Linked DNA regions of Mus musculus: regions 1 and 3 are each linked to region 2. A link is a contact called in public Hi-C and HiChIP or PLAC-seq data. All regions are on one chromosome and are shown on one strand. Each heading gives the region's core, a stretch centred on a gene start, on an enhancer-like site or on the middle of the called end of the contact. The rest is flanking DNA. Distances are from core to core; before and after follow the strand shown. Region 1 has its middle 24 kb from the start of AI506816. Region 2 overlaps 5031425E22Rik (RIKEN cDNA 5031425E22 gene). Region 3 overlaps Pus7 (pseudouridylate synthase 7).

The links. A called contact is a pair of places that touch in the nucleus more often than the background predicts. HiChIP or PLAC-seq counts read pairs in DNA pulled down with a chosen protein or histone mark.
Region 1: an H3K27ac HiChIP or PLAC-seq map of embryonic stem cells shows a contact between it and region 2, with 2.0 times the contacts expected there. The contact joins two enhancer-like sites. A contact is called at or near these places in 1 of 15 datasets of contacts at CTCF or cohesin (the NIH/3T3 cell line), 8 of 115 datasets of contacts at active chromatin or transcription factors (the 230-238 cell line, CD8 T cells, VIP interneurons and 5 more) and 2 of 9 other capture datasets (embryonic stem cells and pancreatic islet).
Region 3: a Hi-C map of cortical neurons shows a contact between it and region 2, with 1.9 times the contacts expected there. The contact joins two enhancer-like sites. A contact is called at or near these places in 2 of 15 datasets of contacts at CTCF or cohesin (large pre-B cells and pro-B cells), 10 of 484 Hi-C or Micro-C datasets (B cells, the Ba/F3 cell line, the G1E-ER4 cell line and 6 more), 15 of 115 datasets of contacts at active chromatin or transcription factors (the HPC-7 cell line, the NIH/3T3 cell line, astrocytes and 11 more) and 3 of 9 other capture datasets (adipose tissue, liver and pancreatic islet).

What each region holds. Positions count from the first base shown.
Region 1 is chr5:23,735,040-23,738,617 of GRCm38.p6, forward strand. No RefSeq gene overlaps it. Among named protein-coding and RNA genes, the nearest start is that of AI506816, 24 kb to the left of the region's middle. Within about 2 kb of position 2,157, at least 13 of the 459 cell types and tissues checked have an H3K27ac peak or open chromatin away from gene starts, as enhancers often do. A contact at or near this core is called in embryonic stem cells and stem cell-derived neural progenitor cells, where this site is marked.
Region 2 is chr5:23,417,046-23,420,333 of GRCm38.p6, forward strand. All of the region lies in intron 1 of 5031425E22Rik (RIKEN cDNA 5031425E22 gene), which reads right to left. Among named protein-coding and RNA genes, the nearest start is that of 5031425E22Rik, 15 kb to the right of the region's middle. Within about 2 kb of position 1,531, at least 443 of the 459 cell types and tissues checked have an H3K27ac peak or open chromatin away from gene starts, as enhancers often do. A contact at or near this core is called in cerebral cortex, cortical neurons, embryonic stem cells and 1 more, where this site is marked.
Region 3 is chr5:23,763,256-23,766,493 of GRCm38.p6, forward strand. The region is part of intron 5 of Pus7 (pseudouridylate synthase 7); the gene reads right to left. Among named protein-coding and RNA genes, the nearest start is that of Pus7, 19 kb to the right of the region's middle. Within about 2 kb of position 1,551, at least 13 of the 459 cell types and tissues checked have an H3K27ac peak or open chromatin away from gene starts, as enhancers often do. A contact at or near this core is called in cerebral cortex and cortical neurons, where this site is marked.

The DNA of each region.
Region 1 (3,578 bases), core at 907-3,406, 320 kb after region 2:
TTCTGAGATCAAGGCTAGCCTGGTCTACAAAGTGAGTTCCAGTACAGCCAGGGCTACACAGAGAAACCCTGTCTCGAAAAAAGAGAGAGAGAGAGAGAGAGAGAGAGAGAGAGAGAGAGAGAGAGAGAGAGAGAGAGAGAGAGAGAGAGAGAGAGGGGAGGGAAGGAAGGAAGGAAGGAAGGAAGGAAGGAAGGAAGGAAGGAAGGAAGGAAGGAAGGAAGGAAGGAAGGAAGGAAGGAAGGAAGAAAAAAAGAAAGAAAGAAAGGGAAAAAGACAGACAGACAAGTGGATGGTGGAGAATCATAAACATAAGGTCAGCCTCACTATACACTGAGTTGGAGTTCAACCTTAGACTAAATGAGACCCTGTCTTTAAAAAAATATAAAGTCTCTATGACTGTGGTGCTAAGGAGGTATCCATCTATGATGCTCTGGTCACAACCACTGTTTTCTCTTGACCTCAACTGGAAATCCAGACTTCCAAGGCATACTCCCCACGTCTCAGTTTGCTTTCTATTGCTGTGATAAGCACCAAGACTAGGAGCAACTCTGGAGGAAAGGGTTTAGTGTATCTCACAGCTTACAGTCCTCGTGAGGCAGGAACTGAAGCAGAAGCCACGGAAGAGCACTGCATGCTGGCTGCTCTCTGTGGCCTGCTTTCTTACACCACTTGCCTTGCACTAGGACCACTTGTCCTGCTGTGGCCTTGCCCACCGTGGGCTGGCATTCCCATATCAAGAAAATGCCCTGGTCCGGCGTGGTAGCGCACGCCTTTGATCCCAGCACTTGGATTTCTTTTCTTTCTGCCCCAGCAGACTGTGCATGCTTCCTTCCAGGGCCTCTGGCTCAGCTCTTCTGTCTCATGCTCTCATCTGAGCTCTCCTGAGAGGTTTGCTGAACGACTCAGTACAACACTTTCTTACCACCTCCTCATTCTCTTTCTTGTTGAATATTCTTCACAGCATTTATCATGATTTAAAACTACTTTTTTTTTTTTTTCCGAGACAGGTTCTCTGTGTAGCCCTGGCTGTCCTGGAACTCACTCTGTAGACCAGGCTGGCCTCGAACTCAGAAATCCACCTGCCTCTGCCTCCCGAGTGCTGGGATTAAAGGCATGCACCACCACGACCGGCTAAAACTACATATTTGTGATGTTAGAATTTATAACAAAACGTGAATTTGGCCTTTTTCAACTCTGGCATAGGGCTCCTGAAACCCTTGAGTTTCTTAAATGACAAGAAACAGCTGCTGGGGGTGGGGAGATGGCTCAGTGCTCTAAGAGCACTAGCAGCTCTTCCTGAAGCCCTGGGTTCAATTCCCAGCACCCACTTGTGGTACACAACTGCCTGCAACTCTAGTTCTCGAGGATCTGACTCTCTTCTGGCCTCCATGGGCACTGTGCACATGTGATACACGTCATCCATGTAGGCAAATGCTTATAGACATAAAAGAAAAACAAATAAATAGCTATTCATAAAAAGTACCTTCCAGGATCTGAAATGACCACAGCATTTGGGCTTGTTGCCAGGGAAACTAGCCAGGTTGGATGGGAGGAGTGGAATTTCAGTGTCTCTTCAGGAAGCAAGGACTGACTTAAGCCAACATTAGATTTTGGCCATTCATGCGTCTGTGGCAGAACCTCTAAAAAAACCCCTGGACTGTGGGATGCAGTGATTACACTGGGGTGCTGTTTGCCCGGAAATTCTAGTCTCCTCCCTCTAGCTTTCATTATGTATCTCCCAGTCTTGCTATTCCTGAATTACGTCCTGTATAATAAACCTGCCAGCAGTGTTGTATCCTGTGCTGTGAGCTGCTCTCACACACTTTTATATCTGAAGGTGGGAGCCATAGGAATTTCTTATGGAAAACAAGTTGGTAAGAAGTAAGAAATATGGGCTCATGATGATCCGAATAGGAGCAGTGTTGAGATGAGCTCTCTGTGGACAGAGTTAGAATTATATTGTAAGACACTGAGGGAAGTCAGAGCCTAGGTGGTGTGGGTTTATAACAAGGACTTGGAGAGAGAATTTGCTTAAAGACACCAACTTTCCACTTAGGTCTAATGGGTTACCACTTGGCATCTCTGCCTCCACTTAGGTCTAATGCGTAACTAATCAGGATTAAACATTTGGCATCTCTGCCTCCGCTTGAGGATGGGCCTGGTACTGTTTGTATTTTGATGCTAATTCTGCTCTCCTAGGAGGGGTTGCAGACAAGGAGTGAGTCAAATACTTAAGTGACTTCTTGTGAACCAATTCCCTAATGAATAAAGGAATCTATCACTGGGCGAGTAGGCGGGACTTCCAGGTTGGATGGAGGAAGAGAGGAAGCAGGAGAGAGTTAGGTCCTTTTGGATGGGATAATGTGAGGACAAGATGTCTCCTGGTTTCAGTGGCAGATCCATCAGGATTTGCCACTAGAGGATTTAGATTTAATAAGACTTACAGGATTAGGATTTTAGTTGCTGTGCCCAATGATTGAGTTACCGTCGTTTCTGAACTAAGTTTGTGCTGTGTTTTTCTTCACGTGGTGACTTGCCCGAGTTCAAGAGAGAAAGGTACTGGGCAAGGTGTGTTTGCCAGATGTGCACCACAAAGGCCGTGGGGGATTTGAAGCACGGGATTGGCCTGGTAGTGACTGCCAGTGCCAGTGGGTACTTAGTGAGCTGGGTGGAGAGATTTTGGAGCACTGAGTCAGAGTCTCCATGAGATAAAAACAGGTCGCCCATTGCCCATCAGTGCATGGCCGGCCAGGCTGCTTTGGCAGAGAGTTGCTGGCACTAGCTCGGGTTTGTGCTAGTTCCTTTTTAAATATTTTCTGCAACAGTCTCTATTTTTTAAAAAAAGATTTATTTATTTATTGTATGTACATGTACAGCTGGTTGTGAGCCTTCATATGGTTGTTGGGAATTGAATTTTTAGGACCTGTGCTTGCTCTGGTTGCTCTGGTCACCCCACTCAGGTCAACTCCATTTGCTCAGTCCCAAAGATTTATTCATTATTATTAATAAGTACACTGTAGCTGTCTTCAGACACAACAGAAGAGGACGTCAGATCTCATTACAGGTGGTTGTGAGCCACCATGTGGTTGCTGGGATTTGAACTCAGGAACTTCAGAAGAGCAGTCAGTGCTCTAACCCACTGAACCATCTCGCCAGCCCAACAGTCTCTATTTTGAATCTGCTCATTTTGCTGTTAGTCAGCCTCCTGTGTCATTACCTTGAATCCCAGAAACTACAAATCTGATAAACAAAGATCTTGTGTGGACAGTCTTGTCTGTTGCTTAGGCAGCAGTGACCCCTGACCAGTCCTGAGATGATAAACCAAACCACAGTTTGACCAAGACTCATTCTTAGGCTACCCCTCCCCCGACCCCTGCCCCCATGCTAGCAGAGTGTTCAGGCCAGTGTTCCCCTCTAGGGTGGAAGTGTCATGCTTTATATCTTAACATCTTTCAATGCAGATATTATCTTAATGTATCTCAATATAGACATACTGATTAAATTTCTCTCCTTCCTCTCAGTTTGCCTTTTGGTTTTTGGGTCAAATAGTGGCTAGACACAATCTGTTGGAGCTCTTG
Region 2 (3,288 bases), core at 281-2,780:
TTACTGTTAACATAGCTTACATAAATAGTACATCTTAAGTCTGTACTAGATTGACCTTTCTATTATTTGCAAGTATACTCTACTGTGTGGCTTCCTCCCCATCAACAAGGCTTTAAACAAGAGGGCTCTTCTAATCCCAATCAGACTGTATTTACACTTTACAGTTCATATGCAGTTTCCCATTAAATGTTCTAATGTACAAAGAACTTCTGGTTCAACTGGTGTGGGGATCTGACATTTTTACCTCTCTGTGTGAATTGTGGATGCTGGCTGTGTCATTCAGTCGTGGGTTTGGTGTCCTGCAGAGATTTGTAGACAGCAAGTGTAAAGAAATCAAACCCCCAGCCTGAAACAGGGATGGTCCAACTGTTCCCTGTATATTCCAACCTGGTGGGTCCGCGGTAAAGCACAAGTTTGGGGTTATTTTTTGTGTAATAATCTTTTACTGTTTAAATCTTCATCGCTGCCTCCTAAGTTATCCCAAACACATTATTACATCGTTAGTGCACCTAAAACAGCAAAACAACAACAAACCCCAAGCGACTTCACTCCTGCTTTTGTCCCCTAATCTATACCCAGTTCTAAACCACCTAGCCAAACAGTGAAGCCGCGCCCTAAAAATAAACGGGCACATGTGTGAAAACTTCTAACACCTAGAAACCTACAATGTACTTAAACTCAGCCTGATTTTTCCCTGTAAACTAAAATCATGGTAGGACTACCCAACTTGGCCTTGTCCATCACCCTACAGCATATTTATTCAGTATGGACCTGCAAAAAAGGAAGCCACACAAAAAAGAAGCATCCCTTAGAAACCAGAAGCCAGTAAAGTCTGCTTTGGAGGGATCAGTTATACTGAAGAGCTGTCAAAATACACACTCATGTGCTACAGCATGCTTCTCCATACCTTCATGTTTTAGGTGGTGATACCCAGCAAAGTTAATCATCCCCCCGCCCCCGCAACTCCCCCACCCACCATTCCCTTCTTTCTCTGTTAGTTACTACTGCATATCTGGTATACATTATCTCATTTAATCCATCAATCTAATTTAAGTGAGAAAAGGCTGGACTAAAGAGATTATATTTCAACAAGGACACTGCTCTACTTCCCCAAACTGAGCATCATGAAACTAACCAGGCATGATGTAATTCTGTAACCCAAGTCCTCAAAAAGATCGGGCCAAATGCAAGACCGCTTCAAAAACAAAAGCAAAAAAATTGTTATTTCCACTGGGCGCAGACTAACCACCATCAGCATTTCCGGAAGATGGCGGCTGCACTGGGCTCAAAATGTGAGCTGGAAGCTCAGACGACCGAGTTAAGCAGGAAGCTGCACTACGGTGCTTTACAGCGAGGATTAAAGAAGGGATAAGCTCGGCCGCTGTATGTAGCCTCGTCGCTCTGCTCCGTGAAGGTCCCAGGAAAACGCCGCCCGGCTCGAGCGCCGCGCACCCGGCCAGCCTGCAGGCGCAGCTCCCGCAGCTGCTCTCCCGAGCGGAAGGGCAGCCGCCGTGACGCAGACAGCGCCGGGGAAACGCCCTGCTCTGTGGTACAAGCACTCGCTCTGTCACTGTGGGACTCAAGGCTTGAGGTCTAGAGCACAAGCCCACGCTATGCTTCGCCAAGAGGTGTTTTTCCTCTGGTGTAAAATTTGGCAGCCACAACGGGGTAGCTTGGTTTTATCCATGGTTAGGACACGCCGGCTATAGGTATTATACGGTAAAAGCCCGATTACTACAAAAGGTCAAAACTAAGCTACTGAACCACTCGTCAATCAAACCGGGCTTAAGAGAATGGATCCTCAGTACTTCTCACTAAAGAAAAATCCTTTCCTACAGCTTTTCACTCAGGCCACTTTTACTGGACTAATTTCTAATGTCAGTTAGGGAAAGGATCACTCCAGTTGAAAGCTACAAGAACATTAAACGCTAGAATAGCTAGCTGCGCGTTACAGGCATGGTGATGTATGCCTGTAACCTGAGCTAGAAACAGGAAAAAAAAAAAGGCGTTGATCTTTTGACTACCAAGTGATTTCGAGGCCAGCCTGAATTACACGAACCACGCCTCGCCTTTAAAAAATAAAATTATTTAGTCCCATTAGGGCACCATTATGTCTAAGCTTCATTATTTGTCAGCCTTCTCTTAGAATCTGAACACCTTGCACAGGATTTCTAAGCAGGAGTGTCCATGGAGAATTTAACAGGATCTGTGCACTATGCTACTCTACGCACATTAACAGCATTCCGAGAAGGGATCCGCCTTTCAGAAGCATTAATTAGGATGGATTTCTGGTTCCGAATTCCTGCAGTGTATTGTGCCAAGCCTGTAACTCTAGAGGCAGTGTTGAGTTGGTGGTCAGTCAGTCTGAGTCACCTGAGACCTCGTTTAAACTCTTGCCCACCCTCGTCCTCGAAAAGCAACCCACATTAAGGTCATGTGGACCATGGAGTCAATCTTATAAAAAACCTTCTCAACCTATGTAAAAGCTAAGTCTCCAACTCCTCATACTTCCTGAGAGCCGGGGCTGCAGTGATTTCCCACTATGCCTAGATTTTCTATTAGGACTATTTTTCAATTGTGGCTGGGTTCACAGACTTCTACCCTAACTTTTGCTGGGGATTGAGCCCAGTGCTTTCCCAGAGCTACGCCTCACTCAGCCCCTAACCCCTCCCCTTCCCTCAGTACTAAGAATCAAACGTGCTGGAACTGACGAAGACTACATTTCAACTCAAGGCAGGTGATCTCCTATGTTTGAGGCCAGTCTAGTCTATAAAGCAAGTTCCAGGCCAGCCACTGAGAACTTGTCCTCTAAACAAGACAAACCCATGACCTGAAGCATACTAAACAAGTGCTCTACCATCAAGCTATGACCAAAGCCCTATATAATCTAAAAGCCCCAGTAACTGACCACTTATGGAGCACATCTGCTAATATTGAGCTGACTAGATAGGCACTTTCTCTAAATCTGTTAAATCATTTGTTGCAGCGAATCCCCTCTCGATAGAATCTTCAGAAGTGTACAAGTCTCCGTACAGTGAGTTTAAAGTGTGCAGTTTTTCCGTTCTCAGGAAGGGGACTATTAAATCTCAGCTGTGATGTGGCTGTGTGTAGCTGCTCATCCCAGCACTGTCAATACACAGCTCTCTAAAGCCAGTGACTGTTCAAAGCTGCTCCTCTTTATCAGTTTGTATCATGCACTGGGCTATTGTAATTGGGGTCTTTTCATAGGGAAATCTGTATTGCAAGTGCTTAGAGATGCAGCTTAAAATTCAAATTTTACTTTGGATA
Region 3 (3,238 bases), core at 301-2,800, 350 kb after region 2:
AAGGCAAGTTCTCTGCACTCAGCCCTTATGACAACGCTGGCACTTTACCTGTCTACAGGAAACACCAAGTGCTCTTACCTGCAGCAGCTCTGACCTCTGTCCGAAGGCACAGCATAAAGAGCACAAGAGAGCAATGTTTAATTTATAATAAATACTGTCAGCGTGCTTTAGAGAGGGGCATGCACATGATCGCATGGTGACAGGAGACTGAAGACTTCCACAGCACCTAAGAGTTCTGTGCTAGTCAATAGCCATTCAGACTTGAACAGTGGGATGTTGTAGTGGCAAACACTGAACAACTAGGAAACTCCCCTCTAGGCACAGCCTTCCTGTCTCAGTCTCTTCATAATGGATGAGTCCATCCTCCAAGCTGTCCTGTCTGCAGCCATGGGATACAGCAAATTCTTAAGTCTACATATCGAATGACTTTTTCTACAGACTATTTTTCCCTGTAAATACAGCAAGTGGTGTCTGTCATGCTGTGGGTAATGAGAAACTGCTGTTTTGCTTCATGCTGCTGTGTGTTTTATAAGTTTCTTGCACTGAAATGTAAAAATCTTTAAAATTTGGACACTGGGATTATTAGTTTTTTTTTGTTTTGTTTTGTTTTTGAGACAGGGTTTCTCTGTGTAGCACTGGCTGTCCTGGAACTCACTTTGTAGACCAGGCTGGCCTCGAACTCAGAAATCCGCCTGCCTCTGCCTCACAAGTGCTGGGATTAAAGGCGTGCACCACCACTGCCCGGCAGATTATTAGTTTTCTATATTCACCAATTTATAGATGAGAAGACTTAAGAAATGACGTATGAGACACGTCCAGTGAATGCAAGGTTCTGTCCTTGCTTTACCACCATATATGTCTATAATGAAAAGCTAAAAAGCCAAGAACGGTGAGCTCGTGAGCTGAAGTGTAGCGACATGCTGCAACCACTGGCCTTCCGCAGTCACAGATGAGCACGATGGCAAGAAGCAATGCAGGAGTAAGACTACAAACCCAAATGGTTCCTCCCTTGACAGGACACCAGTGAGTGATGCTGACCAGTGTGCACCTCCTATTCGGTGATCCAAGCACAGACCATGAATCCAATGGTCTCTGCAACTAACAAATGCAAATATTCATTTTCTAGGAATACTCAATATATAAAAGAGTAACATTTGCACTGGGAATATTCTGAATAGTTAACAATTCTATCTTTTGGACTCTACAAAAACTCTAGCCCCTGGGAAAACTAATCAATGTATACCTAGCCTCACAATGGGAATGAGGTTACAGGGCTTTTCACACAGTTTTGAGGCACTCTAATTTATAATTCATTTGCAAAGAATTCTAAGGCTGGAGACATGCTTCCTACTCCCACAAGGCTGGTGCTATCTTAGGAATCTATGACAGCACAGTCCAGACTTACACAGAGCAAACAGTTAACAAGGGAAATGTGGGAATCCTGCCCAGAGGTCCTGTGAATAAGGAAGGCAGGTGCTGGGAGCCTGGAGAGGGTGACACCATAGGGCAGCAGGGAGAGCCTCCTTTCTGCTTACTCAAGGTCATCTTCAAGGAAGCACCCACACGCCAGCCTTCTGCTTCTCAGCATCCTGCGGCGCCCACTGCCTTCATGGCTGTCCTTATGTCTGCACCTGCTCCTTTCTCCATCTCTCCCATGTGATACATTCAAGGCTCCTTATCGTCAAAGTCGAGCTTATGTCTTCTCCTTACTATATTTCTCCTCCTTTCTCTTTGCTTTAGCGCTTTATTTAAAAAGCACTGTCTGTATGGTACCTTTTGCCCCAGCCTACTGTGTAAGCTCTTTTCCAGTCTCAACCTTAGCTAAGCAAACAGGCAGCAGCAGGTTCCAGTGCTGCTCAGTGATGGGCACAGTTCTGAGCCACTCAAGCGACACATCTGGAGCCCATTCCACTGGGGTTCTGGGGTTCTTTCTTTTCCTTCAGCCAGTCCTGGGGAGATTCTTTGTGTCTGTGCCTCTCCCTCCCTAGTAGGAGAAGGCCTGGGTCCAGAGACCCTGACTGGGACCCATTTATTTTAGAAAGTTCAATGAATTAGAAAATTCAAAGATTATCAATCATACAAGGTTTCCCTCCTGAAGGCAGTAGCCCTCTGGACTATGCAGCTCAGGCCAGCCATGAACTCTTGGTTCCTTTGCCTCTTGAAAGCTGAGATGATACAAGTATGTTACCAAGGCCAGCCCCAGCTTTCTTTTTTAAATTTGTGGTTAAAAACAAGTTCTTGGGGCTGAAGAGATGGCTCAGTGGTTAAGAGCACTGACTGCTCTTCCTGAGGCACTCTTCCTGAGTTCAATTCCCAGCAACCACATGGTGGCTCACAACCATCTGTAACGGTATCTGATGCCCTCTTCTGGTGGTGAGACAGCAACAGTGTACTCATACATCCAATAAATATATAAATCTTTTTTAAAAAAAAATACAGTTTCCTTTCCTTAAAAAAAAAAGTTCTTAAAAGCAATGGGATGCATATAATTCCAAAATATCAATCTATTACTTGGTTGTATAATGTTATAATAATTTTATTAAATTTACCATGATTGAATAGGTAAAACAATGTGTCTTTTTTTGGACTAGGTTAATGGCTGGTTATTTCGGATACTGGGCACTGTGATTCAGAAGTTAATGTTTTAGAACGCATAATTCTATTTGAGGGAAGTTTAATATTGTTAATCTTGGTGGTTGTTGGTGGCAGCACACACCTTTAACCTCACCACTAGGGAGGCAGGTGGCTCTCTTGAGTCTGGGGCCAGCCTGGTCTACAGAGAAAGTTCTAAGACAGTCGGAGATACATAAAGAAACCCTATCTCAGAAAAATAAAAAACATTTAAAAAATAAAAAAATAAAATTAAAAAAAATATTATACATCTAAGTTGGGTGTCATGGTGGACAACTATAACCCCAGCACTTGAGAGGCACAAGTGGGGTTGGAAAAATCAGGAATTCAAGATCACTACATAGTGAGTTTGAGGTCAACCTGAGCTACATGACAACAAAAAGGAGTGCTGTAAATTTGCTAAGTATCAAATAGCCCAGAGATTATACCAGGGCTTGGCAGCAGATGAGCTCCAAAAAAGGAAAGCTTTAAAGGCTGCTACATCCAAATGTGAAAGGGCCCAGAAGCATGGCACGCCTGCCACTGGCACTGGGCTCTGTTCTCAGGGCATGGATGGCGTCTCCAGACACCTGTTCTCTCTGATTCCTTGGGGACTTCACTCTCAACT